Regions from separate parts of the Mus musculus genome. Here regions 2, 3 and 4 are each linked to region 1. The links are chromatin contacts, called in public HiChIP or PLAC-seq and promoter capture Hi-C maps. All regions are on one chromosome and are shown on one strand. Each heading gives the region's core, a stretch centred on a gene start, on an enhancer-like site or on the middle of the called end of the contact. The rest is flanking DNA. Distances are from core to core; before and after follow the strand shown. Region 1 holds the start of Tmem25 (transmembrane protein 25). Region 2 holds the start of Sidt2 (SID1 transmembrane family, member 2). Region 3 holds the start of Tagln (transgelin). Region 4 holds the start of Rnf214 (ring finger protein 214).

What was found. Promoter capture Hi-C pulls out the DNA fragments that hold promoters and counts their contacts. HiChIP or PLAC-seq counts read pairs in DNA pulled down with a chosen protein or histone mark.
Region 2: a contact with region 1 is called in an H3K27ac HiChIP or PLAC-seq map of embryonic stem cells, with 3 times the contacts expected there. The contact joins the promoter of Sidt2 here to the promoter of Tmem25 in region 1. A contact is called at or near these places in 4 of 39 promoter capture datasets (hippocampal neurons, liver and pre-B cells) and 3 of 115 datasets of contacts at active chromatin or transcription factors (embryonic forebrain, embryonic stem cells and stem cell-derived neural progenitor cells).
Region 3: a contact with region 1 is called in a promoter capture Hi-C map of liver, with 5 times the contacts expected there. The contact joins the promoter of Tagln here to the promoter of Tmem25 in region 1.
Region 4: a promoter capture Hi-C map of liver shows a contact between it and region 1, with 5 times the contacts expected there. The contact joins the promoter of Rnf214 here to the promoter of Tmem25 in region 1. A contact is called at or near these places in 6 of 39 promoter capture datasets (cranial neural crest, embryonic stem cells, hippocampal neurons and 2 more) and 1 of 115 datasets of contacts at active chromatin or transcription factors (forebrain).

The regions. Positions count from the first base shown.
Region 1 is chr9:44,797,699-44,800,624 of GRCm38.p6, forward strand. It overlaps Tmem25 (transmembrane protein 25), which reads right to left and starts at 1,549. Exons shown (of 8, transcript NM_001357385.1): 1 at 966-1,549; 2 at 423-734. The coding sequence starts at 1,035. Ttc36 (tetratricopeptide repeat domain 36) reads right to left here. Exons shown (of 3, transcript NM_138951.1): 3 at 1,702-2,035. The coding sequence ends at 1,773.
Region 2 is chr9:45,953,722-45,956,647 of GRCm38.p6, forward strand. It overlaps Sidt2 (SID1 transmembrane family, member 2), which reads right to left and starts at 1,528. Exons shown (of 26, transcript NM_172257.4): 1 at 1,003-1,528. The coding sequence starts at 1,185. A830035O19Rik (RIKEN cDNA A830035O19 gene) reads left to right here and starts at 265. Exons shown (of 1, transcript NR_152206.1): 1 at 265-2,277.
Region 3 is chr9:45,934,513-45,937,438 of GRCm38.p6, forward strand. It overlaps Tagln (transgelin), which reads right to left and starts at 1,546. Exons shown (of 5, transcript NM_011526.5): 1 at 1,322-1,546.
Region 4 is chr9:45,905,451-45,908,376 of GRCm38.p6, forward strand. It overlaps Rnf214 (ring finger protein 214), which reads right to left and starts at 1,461. Exons shown (of 14, transcript NM_178709.5): 1 at 902-1,461. Pcsk7 (proprotein convertase subtilisin/kexin type 7) reads left to right here and starts at 1,119. Exons shown (of 17, transcript NM_008794.2): 1 at 1,119-1,589.

The DNA.
Region 1 (2,926 bases), core at 299-2,798:
CCGATCATGAGAAAGGTCCTGGGTTCGGTCCTCATACCACATACCCTATGGTCTCTGCACTGGGGAGGCAGAAGCAAGAAGATCAGAAGCTCAAAGTCACCCCTGGAAAAAGTCTCAAAGCATAAAAATAAAAAGAGTAGAGAGCCAGACAAAGGTCTAAATTTGCATCCTGGACCTACTTCTTAATTGTTGGGCAATTAAATCTCAAAATGTTGGGCAGCTGCTTAACTTGTGCCTCAATTTCTCATTTGTAAAATAGGGATGAAAATAGAAATTCTCTCATATCGTGTTTATGAATGTCCTGTTAAAGCTAAATGTGTCATGCGTATGAGTAATCTCAGCACTCTAGAGGCCGAGGCAGGGGATTGGCAAGTTTGAGTCCAGCCTAGGCAATGTAGTAAGACTGTCTCAGGGATACTTACATTGCACATTGAGGATGACAGAGGCATTGGCTGGCCGGCCACTCCCTGGGTCCTGCAGGGAGCAGTTAAGCTCATGTTGGGAGCGCTGGGCAGTAACAGTGAAAGTGCTGGTTCCTCCAGAGAAGGCGTCCCCACCCACACTCAGCAGTCGGGAGGTGGTGGCCTCCTGTAGCTGTCCATCCAGGTACCAGGCTAATCGGGGAGTGGCAGAACCTCCTGCAACCCGACAGGTGAAGGCATGGTGCTCATTCTCCCTAAGCGCTCTCTCAGCCCAGGTCTGACCATCAATTTGCGGCGCCAGCTCCCCTTGACCTGGAACACAGCAGGCAGCCGCTGGGAGGCACTTGGAGAGACCACAGTGAGGTTCAGTTACAGAGAGGCAGCAGGCCAAGAGACAGGGCAGCTGGTTTCTCTGACCAGGATCTGCATAGACTTATGGTAGGGAAGTAGGGATAGGGGAACCCAGCCCTGGAGACTGGAGTGGGTATCGTGAGAGGAGATGCAAGCAAGGAGGGTTTGGCCAAAGGATGAACTGGGGTATACCTGAACTTAAGAGGGCAGGAAGGAGCAGCAGTGTGTGCCGGAGGGTAGCTTGGCTTAGAGGCAATTCCATGGTGATCAGGGACCGGCCTCCAGGCTGCTGAGAGAAGAGTACCAGCCATGTAGGCCTAACAATTCCTGCAATAATTTACCATGCACTGATGTAGACTGGCCCACAGTGGCCAAGACACCGGCACAAATAGACACAATCAGCAAGACCCAAAGGAAGAGACCCTATGGCAACACTTCGTCTCTGTGCGGGCATAGAGGCCAGCACTGACAGTAGATGACCACAGACAGACAGACAGACAGACAGACATGCACAGGCGCCCTTCCCCTTCCCCCCCAAACGATCGTCCTTCTCTTGACCCGGTTCACTCCTCGCTGGCCTTGGCTCTCCCTCCCATATCTCGCCATGCACCGCTTTTCCAATCTCGGCTGCTCAGGTGGACTTGGGCCTAGCAAGAGAGCGTCGCGGATCCGAGGGTCGCTGGAGCATCCTGCTTTCGGGTCAGCTCACCTGGCTCCCTCCCAGAGTGAGCCCCAGCAATTGCTCAAGAAGGCTGAGCACCGCAGTCCGCTGCAAGGGCGGGGCCCGCGCCAGGCAGGACCAATCGCTGCCCGAGCAAGGGCAGGTGGCCGTTCCAGCCCCGCCCTGTCCCGCCTCCTCCCTACCCCCGCCAAGGCCTCCACCGTGAGGCTGGTTAGTAAGCAGGCGGACACAGAGCAGACGCAGTCCGAGAGTCCCGGAAGTTTTATTGGGTCCTGGTTGGGTCAGGGTCCCCCTCTCCATCATTCGGCCGGCCACGCTCAGCGCCCGTTGCTGGGCGCGCGCAGCTGCCCCATCATGTCGGCCAGCATGCGGTTGCACAGCGCGGCGTACGGGTTGAGCAGCACTAGCTGGCGCCGTGCGAACGGGCTGCCCAGTCGCGCAGCCTTCTCGAAGTCCCTGCGGGCGTCGTCGTCCCGGCCCTGAAATCTCGCCAGTAGCCCGCTCTGCACGAAGCTCTGGCGGGCGGCGCGACCCCGGCCGCCGCTCAATGTCACCGCGCGCTCCAAGTCCTCCAGGGCGCCTGCGGGCGGACAGGGAGAGGGCGGCGCAGGTCAGCCGGGTGTGGGCAACCGAGCCCCCGCCCACCTGCCGAGCAGAGCAGCCCATCCCCTCCTTCGTGCAGCAGACTTTTGAACCACGAGGGATTATTTCTAACCCGAGATGAAGGGTTGCTACAATTGGCTTGTGGGCCGCCCACGGGCAGAGCTGAGATCAAAGTCCAAGGCTCTCCTTGGCCTTGTTCCTGGTATGTCCTAACATTAATGCACCCAAACGTGAATGTTTTCTAGAGGATCTGGCCACTGTGTTAGTGAATCCATCAATTATCAAATAGTCGTAGTTCACACAAGTGGAGCCTAGCACCTACTGTGTGTTTGGTGGCCCACTTTGAACCCTAGAGTTCAAGAAATCTCATTAGCTAACAGAACTGTTTCCTCTTTTCCAATGCAGACTACGAAAGCGGCACGTTCCCCATTTTTCTCCTTCATTATCTCCACGGTCTTCATTACTCTGTATCTTATTTCATTGGAAGAAGGTCGTGGAGCCAGAGCTGGCTGCACTGTTTTATTTTCGTGATTCTCAGAGGAACGTACTTGGATTGAGTTTCAGAACTCATCCCGGAACCTCAGGCAGCCAGCTTAGGGTTTCTGTTAGGTCCACGGGCTGCTTTCTTTGGACCCTGCCTCTATTCATAGTCTCCAGTTTCCTAAAGAGGCTGCCAGGGCCCTTGCATTGCTCAGCACCATCGTGGAGAAAGGCTGAGTTTCCCTCAGAGGTCCAGGTTGGGACTGCAGACTGAGCAGCTCTGGGACCAGCTCAGTTTCCCTCTTCACAGCTAGTCTGCAGGAATCCAAGCCTCTACAAGTGGAGTTACCTCTGCATCTCCAGGCTTTCCATCTGTAGGTTGTCAACA
Region 2 (2,926 bases), core at 278-2,777, 1.2 Mb after region 1:
GAAATACAAGTTGTCTCTCTAGTTCTGACCATGGGCCAAGCTCTGAAGTGACTTTCCATCTGAACCTTGATTCACCCTCTCTAAGAAAATAAAGAAATAACCCACCCTCTCTGCTGCGGACAAAGCTACACAGGACAGTGGGCGTTTAAAAGTGAAGAAATCACAACTGCAGACAACTAGTTACTAGGTTGCTGAAACCAAATCTAGGGGTAACGTTTCCCTGAGGGGTAGGTGCCACTTCCGGGATGATCCTGGAAATGGTACTCAAAAGGGGAGATCAGACTTCAAGGAAATGGATCCTGATGGTTGATCATGGCCTGCCAGAAACCAAACTCCTCTCCCTCCCAAAGAAAGCCTCAGGTGCCTCCTCCTCAACTCCAGTGCTTCCGAGTCAATCCAGATCGGGCCTTGGAGAATGAGCAAGAGAGCTAGGCAGGCCACACAGCCAGGCAGCAAGAATCTCCCAGGCTGTGCTCTGCCTGGGCCCAGCTCTGCCAGCCTTCTTTCTACTTTCACTACTGGGAAGAAATGAGTAAGAAGTCGGAGATAGTTCTGTCTTAGAAACAAACTCCCTTTTCTCTTGCCACTCAGCCTTCGAGGGCCTTATCTTGTCACCTTCAACTTACAAGGCCAGCTGGCTTTCTGAGGCAAGGAGGTCTGTCTCCTTCACCTCCCTGTGACCGAGCTCTTTCAATTCTAAGTTGGCCCCATCTGGAGTTGTCTGAGCCACGCAAGGCTGGGAGCCTGTTTTCCCCTCACCCCGACCTCACAGACTGAGAGCTAGATTGAGAGCCAGGTCACAGAGCAGACCAGACCGGTCCTGATCACAGCTGGTGGCAGGGAACTTCCCAAGCTGCCCCGCTGGAGCTGCCCGGGAATGCTGGTGGAAACCAGGTCTTGGCAGGGGGAGGGCGGCTCAAAGGCTGGCGGAGAGGAAAGGGGCAGCATCAAGTCCAGGCCGGGCGCCCACCCGCTCGGCCGCCCGTGGAGTCCCGCGCTCACCCGGTTGCGGGTCACGGTGTGGTTGAAGGTGTAGATGTTGACCAGCTCGCTGTTGACGTCGTCCGCGTAGGTGCGCTCAAACTCCGCGTCTTTCTGCGAGACGTTCTTGGGCCCCAGGGCCCCCAGGTGGCTCTCGACGGAGGCCACCAAGAGCACGCACAAGGGCAGACGCCAGGCGATCATGGCCCGGGACGGCGGGGATTGGCGACGGGACGGCGACCGGGCGCGTTGCGGCTGCCGCAGCAGCTTCCAGCATCTCACCGGGACCAGAACTTTAACCCCGGCCTCAGATAGGACGCGTCCCCTCCCTGGAGCCGCTCCTGGGCCTCGCGCGGATCCCGGCTCGCGAGGGCGGCACCGCGACCCGCTACCCCAGCCCGGCCCAGCCCGGCCCAGCCCGGCTGGAGACCCGGCGTCCGCTCGCGCCCGGAGAGCCGAGGCGGCGGTGGCCCTGGCCCGAAGGCTTCCCGGACGCGGGCCCTTTAAGGGCGGCGGACGCGGCGCAGAACTCGGAGCTACCAGGAGCTGCGCCGCGGTAAACAGCGGGCTGTGCCCGCCCGCTTACGTCATGGGAAACCGACGCGGATTTAAAGGGCCAGGCTGCCTCTACTTCCCACGCAGCCGTCGCCGCCTCCTTCCTTCGCTGTCCTGTGAGCGTCTGGAGTTGGGTTTTTCACGAAGGATCACTAAGTATTGGATTCTTGCTTTTGTGGTCCGCGTTTTTTTGGCTTTTTGAGACGGCTCACATAACTCAGGCTGGTCTGGAACTGGTCGTGTAAGTTTGGAGAGTCTTGAACGCCTGATCCTCCTCCCACCTCTACTGCTGGGTGTTGGCATTGCTGGCAAGATTCACAGAGCCCAGTAAGTGCAGGGTCTTGCTGACAGATGATTTCTTTGCTCAAGACAGGAATTGTGCTCCAAAATCATTACCCCAGCATCATTCTTTTTCCCTCATTGGCTCATAAAAGCGCCTGCCCACTGAGAGCAGCTCAGCGGCCGCTCCCCTCTCACAGTAGAGGGGATAACCAGAACCAGGGCACCATAACCAGGATGCCTTCCAACCTGTGAGCTCTGTCCCTACTCTGCAGAAACTGCTTTGTTTGTTTGAACAAAGCCCACGGAAAGATTCTGACCTTTCGTTGTCAACTGGCAAAAACCTTTCTGAGGAACTGTTTTGGCTTAGGCTTAAAAGAGCTCTATACCCTTCAACCCAGTCATTCCACTCCAGGGACTGTGTCCTACGAATAAGAAATACAAATAAAATATGGGGACAGCAATTTGCATCCCTGTGATCTTGAGAAAGCTCAAAGGAAACTGCTTGTTCACAGTGAAGGAAGAGGTGGTCAGAGATACTACTATGAAGTTAAGCAGATAGATTCTTAATACCATCAAAGGGACATCTAAGGAGGGAATTCAAGAATAACATTATATAAGTGGTATATAATCCAAACTTCAGACATAAATAGGAAAATATGCACAAGAACCGAGCTGAGATGGCTTATCAGGAAGAGGCACTTGCCATGGAAAGCCCGGCCTGAGCTCTACACCAGGGAGGAGAGAACTAACTCCACAAATTTGTTCTCTGACTTCCACAGACACCTGGCAACATGTGCTTGCGCACTTCACACACAGACACATGAACAATAATAAATTATATATATATATATACACACACACACACACACACACACACACATGTACAAGGGTGGATGAAGTGTCTCAGTGGGTGCGGGTGCTTGCCAAGATGCCTGATGACCATCTCTGGGACCCAAAAGGTGGAAGAGGGGAAAAACCTGACTCTGCAAGTTGTCATCCGCCCTCCACATGCATGCTGTAGCACCTCTGAAACATACACATATACACAATATGTAATTAAAGGTCATTACAAAGAACACAGACACACACACAGACACACAGACACACA
Region 3 (2,926 bases), core at 296-2,795, 1.1 Mb after region 1:
AAGCTGTCATCTTAGAGGCAGCAGAGAGGAGAGAGGGATATGGGTGGTGGTTTGGCAGCCCACCAGGGTATTTCTAGACAAAAGCTCCAACGCAAAACACCTGCATGATGCGCAGCTTGGATGCCTGTGGCCATCCAGCCCTCCTGTCAGCAGGTAGAGAGGTTAGGCTGTGGAAAGGGGCCTCCATGTAGCAGAGACCCTGGACAACAAGCAGAACCAGGGTATATCTGCCTGTGGTACCTCAGCCCATAAAATGACAGTAAGGGTGAGCATTTCTGCATCCCTGAGAGATCACACCTAAATTCCAGAAGACTAGTCCTCTTATATAGATGTGGCAACAGCCCACTGACATCCTTTAGAGAGCCCCAAGGGGAACCACCAAGACCCTTTGGGAGGAACAGGGGTCCCAGGGCTGTCCAGTCCCAGTTCCAAAGCTCCTCCACCTGTCACCTATCTGTCACCTATCTGCCACCTGTCACCTATCTGCCTACAGTGGACTGACCTCCTACTTTCAAACTGGACCAAGCTGCCATGAAAAAGCAAACCTTAGCTGGGCAGTGGTGGCACACGCCTTTAATCCCAGCACTTGGGAGGCAGAGGCAGGTAGATTTCTGAGTTCGAGGCCAGCCTGGTCTAAAGAGTGAGTTCCAGAACAGCCAGGGCTACACAGAGAAACCCTGTCTAAAGAAAAGAAAGAAAAAAAGAAAAAGAAAATTAGAAAGAGAGAGTGAAAGAGAGAAAAGGAAAGAAAGAGAGAGAGAGAGAGAGAGAGAGAGAGAGAGAGAGAGAGAGAGAGAGAGAAAAGGAAAGAAAAAGCAGGCCCTATCCCAGGCTAGTCTGAAGCATTAAACTTCTGTGGTAGATGGAGCACATGCCTGCCACACATAGCGCCCTGGGGTTTGATCCCTAGCGCTACAAAAAATAAGATCTTTAGTCCTCCACTGCCTGAGGGGGCTACCTCCTGGCTCCCCCGAGTTGCATTAGCCCTGGGGACCATCAGTGGGTCACTGCTTTCCAGAACTTAGCCCCTCACCTTCTTGGAGATCCAAAGATGGAGTTGTTCCCTTGGCCTCATTTGTCACCTCTTTGGGCCTAACACATAGCCCATACACCTATGGGTGGGACAGTGACTGAAATTTGAGCCTCCCTCTCACCCCATTTATTCTTTTGCCCCAGTCAAATCATCCTAGGCATTTTAACCCAGACTTTTTGTCTAACACAGAGAATGGTCTCTAGGGACCCAATTCCACCCAGCAAACTAGAAGAGACTAGGGGATCTAATTGAGCCCACAGCCCTTCTGCTCCCATGACTTGCACTTACAAGGCTTGGTCGTTTGTGGACTGGAAGGAGAGTAGCTTCGGTGTCTGGGCTGGGGCAGACGGGCCGGGGCGCCGGCTGGGTGAGGGGTTTAAAGGCCGCCTAGGCAGTGATGTCACCCCTCTGCCGCCCGCTGGCGCCCCTCCCTGCCCATGGAAGTCTGCTTGGCTCACCACCCCGGGCCGCCCCACTCACTCCACACAGGCTCCATATTTGGGGAAAGACACCAAGTTGGAGCAGTCTGTCGGGGGCAGCCGGAGACATTCTCTGCATGCTTTGGAGATGCTGCGGGGGTCGGGGCGGGGCGGTGCTGAGGGCGGCCGGGAAAAACCTTTTATGGGCAGGACCCTGAAACCCTTCCTTGTTACCCGGACTTGGGTCTGCTCTTCAATGAGAAAGAAAGGGGGAGGCATTCTAGAGTTTGGCCCGACAAAGGAACCTGCAAGGGACAAACAAGCCACCTTCTTGCAAGGCTTTAAAATCGAGTTGGTGGGAACTAGTCTTGACTGCAGCCTGGCTGCACAACCAGGCACTATGCAAACGCCTTCCTTTCACGTTCCCCTTTATTATGAGATAGCAGTTACCACTCCATTTAACAGTTGAGAAAATTGAGGTTCAAAGTGGCCTTTCCAAGGCTACCAAGTGCATGGCAGAACATGGGTCATCCTGCCCACAGGTATGGTATGCTTCTAGCGGGTGCTTCTCTAGGGAGTGCCTTGTTTAGCAGCAAGTCAACCCTGGCCCCTTCTAGAGCGGTGACAATGGGCGGATGTTTAAGGCCTGGCAAGGCTGGAGACACTAGGGTAAGAGGACTAGGACAGTGTCACCCTCCCTCCCTTCAAAATAGTCCTTATCGTGAAAGATCCTACCACCTCAGAAAGGGTCCCCACTTATCTTGCACCTAGCTTCAGTGGTCTTGGGAAGGGACAGGTGAGACAGGCTCAGGGTTAGGGTTAAAGACAACTGCTATCACACCTGATGGTCTGAGTTCAGTACCCAAGACCAAACACAGTGGAGACAGAACCAGCTCTCCTCTGCCCCTATCTGTGCTATGTCTCACACACTCACTGAATGCAACTTCTTAAAAGGTAAGGCTTTAGTGGTGTCTCTGAGTCCCATCCCCAATTCTGGAAACCTCAGGAAACAGAGAGAGGGAGAGGGAGAGGGAGAAAGGAGTAGAGAGAGGGAAGGAGAGAACCCTCAGGCAGGGTCAGTCTCACCCAGAACTGGCTGCAGGCCAGAGAGGTGCAGCCTCAGACGCTCAATCCACTACAGCCAGCCTGGCTGGTTTAAGCTATTGGTGCATAGAACTCCAGCACCTCCTTGTGGCATCTGAAGGAAGGGTCATAATAAGCTGGAGCTCCTCTAGAGCTCTTGCTTTCCAGCCACTGATTACGTCCTGAATTCACTAGACAGGATTCCCCAAATCCCGTCCTTTTTATAATCTAAATAAAATCTCCCTCCTCGATGGGCACACGCCTTTAATCCCAGCACTCGGGAGGCAGAGGCAGGCAGATTTCTGAGTTCAAGGCCAGCCTGGTCTACAGAGTGGGTTCCAGGAGGGCCAGGGCCACACAGAGAAACCCTGTCTCAAAAAAAACAAACCAA
Region 4 (2,926 bases), core at 211-2,710, 1.1 Mb after region 1:
ACTCAGTTACTCCAGGAGAAAAGGGAGATGTTGAAAAACATGGTAACTCAAGTAAGGGAACCCAAGAAGACGGTTTTTTACATTTTTATTTTTAAGAGCATCTTTTTTGCTGCAAAATAAACTCGGCCTTCTATGGTAACAAGAAAAACTAGGTGGTAAAAGTAGGATTAGTTCCCATTCCTGCTTTTATTTTGACAGCATCCCATGAATAGAATATCTCTGAACCCAGAAGAATGCACAAGAGCAGATACCGAGTCGGGCTGAATCAATAGTCACAGCTCAGTGCCTCAGTTTCCTCTCATAATAAAAAGCTCCTAGGTGAAAATGGGCCCTGAAACGCCATTATTGCATCTCGGATGCAATCAGTCTGCCTACAATAGGGTCGAGATCATTGCCTCCAACAGGGAACAAGGTCTGGGTCACCGATGCCCAGTAAACGAAAACCTTAGGGCAAGGGTCATACGTGAAACTCCGCAGCTAGAGCCCCAAACGAGAGGGATGGGGGGTGGGGTCGCACATCTGGCTCAAGAGCCCAGTGTGCCCAAGGGAATCCCGCAAGGCAGTGATGGTCACCAGTCAGGCGGCGACGCAGAAGGGGACAATGGGGGGAAGCTGCGCCGGGTGGTCACCGCCACTCTTCACAGGGAGCTGCCGCTACGCTGGCCCTTGGCACTGGCCAGCGCCACCTCCACCCCTTCCCCTCCGTCCTCACCGGCCGCCAGCTCCCGTCCCACTCCCAGGCCGGGCTCCCGCCCCTGTCCCCGCCGCCCCCTCCCCGCCGCCCCCTCCTCCTCCGCCGCGCCCCCCTAGTCCCGCCGTCCCGACCCGCGCGCGCCGCCCCGCACACACCTCCCGCGCCGCGCCCCCGGGGAGCCAAGCGGGGGGGAGGGAAGGGACGCACCTGAGCGGGCGGAGCGGGGGAGGGGGCGGCCAAGCCTGGGGGAGGGGTCGAGCGCTGGCCCGCGCGCGGCACCTCCCACTTCCGGCGGCGCGAGCGCAAGGGGGCGAGGCCGGGGCGGCGAGAGGAGCGGAACCCGCGGGGTGAGCGGCCGCCACCGACGGCGCCCTCTGGCGGCAGGCGCGGACAGCGACCGGACAACGGAGCCGCTGAGGGGACCAGCCCTGAGACCCAAGCGGAGCCCGAGGGACACGCGGGCCAGAGAGACGGCGGCCGGATGGAGGCGAGAGCCTCTCTGAGGAGTTTATGGGGAAGAGTCAAGGCTATGGCAGTCCGACGGAGAAGAGCCGCGAGGGGTGTTTAGAGGTCGGAACCGGGATGGTCCTTACAGAGGACGCCATGAAGGACGAGGGCCCTGTGGCGGAGGGGGTCCTGTGGCGGAGGACACGAGGATTCGAGGCGCCGGAACTCCCACAGCCCTCACGGGCCTGTGACAGAAGCTGTCGGCGGAGCGCCCGGAGCTCGGCCCGCTGGTCAAGAGGCCGCAGGCCCAGCCGCTGATTGGCTGCGGCGCCGGGCGGAAGTGATGTCGCTGTCAGTGGCGCCTCCGGCTCCGGGGAAGCCGAGAGTTTCCGTAGGGTGGGGGCTGCGGCGGCAGCAGCAGCAGCGACAGTAGCAACAGAGGCTGTGGGTGAGTCGGGAAGAAATGTAGTGGAGGCTGGACCTCGGATATACGGGGGACCATGGACCGGGGCTGGTCGGCGTCTGCGGAGGAGGTCCTTCGCTGAGGGCACCTTGGGTCCTGGCGTGGGCGACCCCAGAGGGACCGGGTCTCCGGGTCGTAGGTTCCGGACAGCATCGGTCCTAAGGAGAGAGAGGCACATTGCACGGAGCAGCTGAGTCCGCGTGGGAGTGGGGGCATCAGAAAACTCACTCTGTACAGACCCTGGTTCCTGTGAGTGGGGAGGCGGGGCTTGAAGGACGGTGGTTTAAGAGCAGAATCTTGAGCAGGAAAGGTGCCCGTCTACCTTAGTTGAGGGTGATGGGAGTCTATTTTCAGAAAGTGCTTAAGATTTCTTGCTCAGAGGTCTGAGAATAAGTGCTGCTGTGCCTCTGGACCACAGGGAGAAAAAAACAAACAAACAAACAAAACAAAACAAAAACAAAACTCGGTTTCTCTTCCAGAAATCTCTGTTGGAACCTACAGAGATTGTAGGAGCCTGCCTGAGTGGATGGCTGCTATCAAACCAGACTTTGGATTTACTTATATGCAGACTAGGGAAGACACCTGGGTATCTTGGGCCAAATTGAAGCAGCCCCAGGGGCAGGAAGAATGTAATAGGAAATATGCCATGGAACTTAAGGACATGGTGGCCCACACCTATAATAACAGCAGTAAAGGGGTGGAAGCAAGAGTTCTCAGCCAACCTTTATTATATAAAGAAAGCTTGTTTAAGCCGGATGTTGGTGGCACACACCTTTGTTATCCCAGCACTCTGGAAGCGGAAGCAGGCTGGCTCTCTTGAGTTCCAGGCCAGCCTGGTATACAGAGGAAGGGAGGTCCAAGGAGTCTTTGGTAAAACAGTCTTTCCAGAATGTTTTAAGTCGGTACCATCCAAGTGTATGTCTGGACACCAAGACTGCTGCAGTGTGGGCTTGGTAGACAGTAGTGAGTTTTAAATGAGCTCAAGACCCCACATGTGCCTTGTTCCTGCCCCCACAGTTGCTCGAAAGTTCTAATTTGGTGGGGTTTTTTCCCCTTTGAGTGGTTGAAGACAGGGCTGGAGCCTGTGCCCTCACTGAAAATCCAACTTGGTGAGACGGGGCCAGCTCCTTAGTCCTTCTTGCCAGTCATTTCCTCTCTCCCAGTTACCCACATGCACTTATACTACATTTTATTTCCATTATCTGGCTTTCTCCCTGATTGACAGTTAGGTCTTGCTAAGCCCTTAAAGAAGCAAATGAAAATAACATGATAGGTTAAGAAGTGGGGTATCTGGGTTCTGTATTGGTGTGGCCTTATTGTGA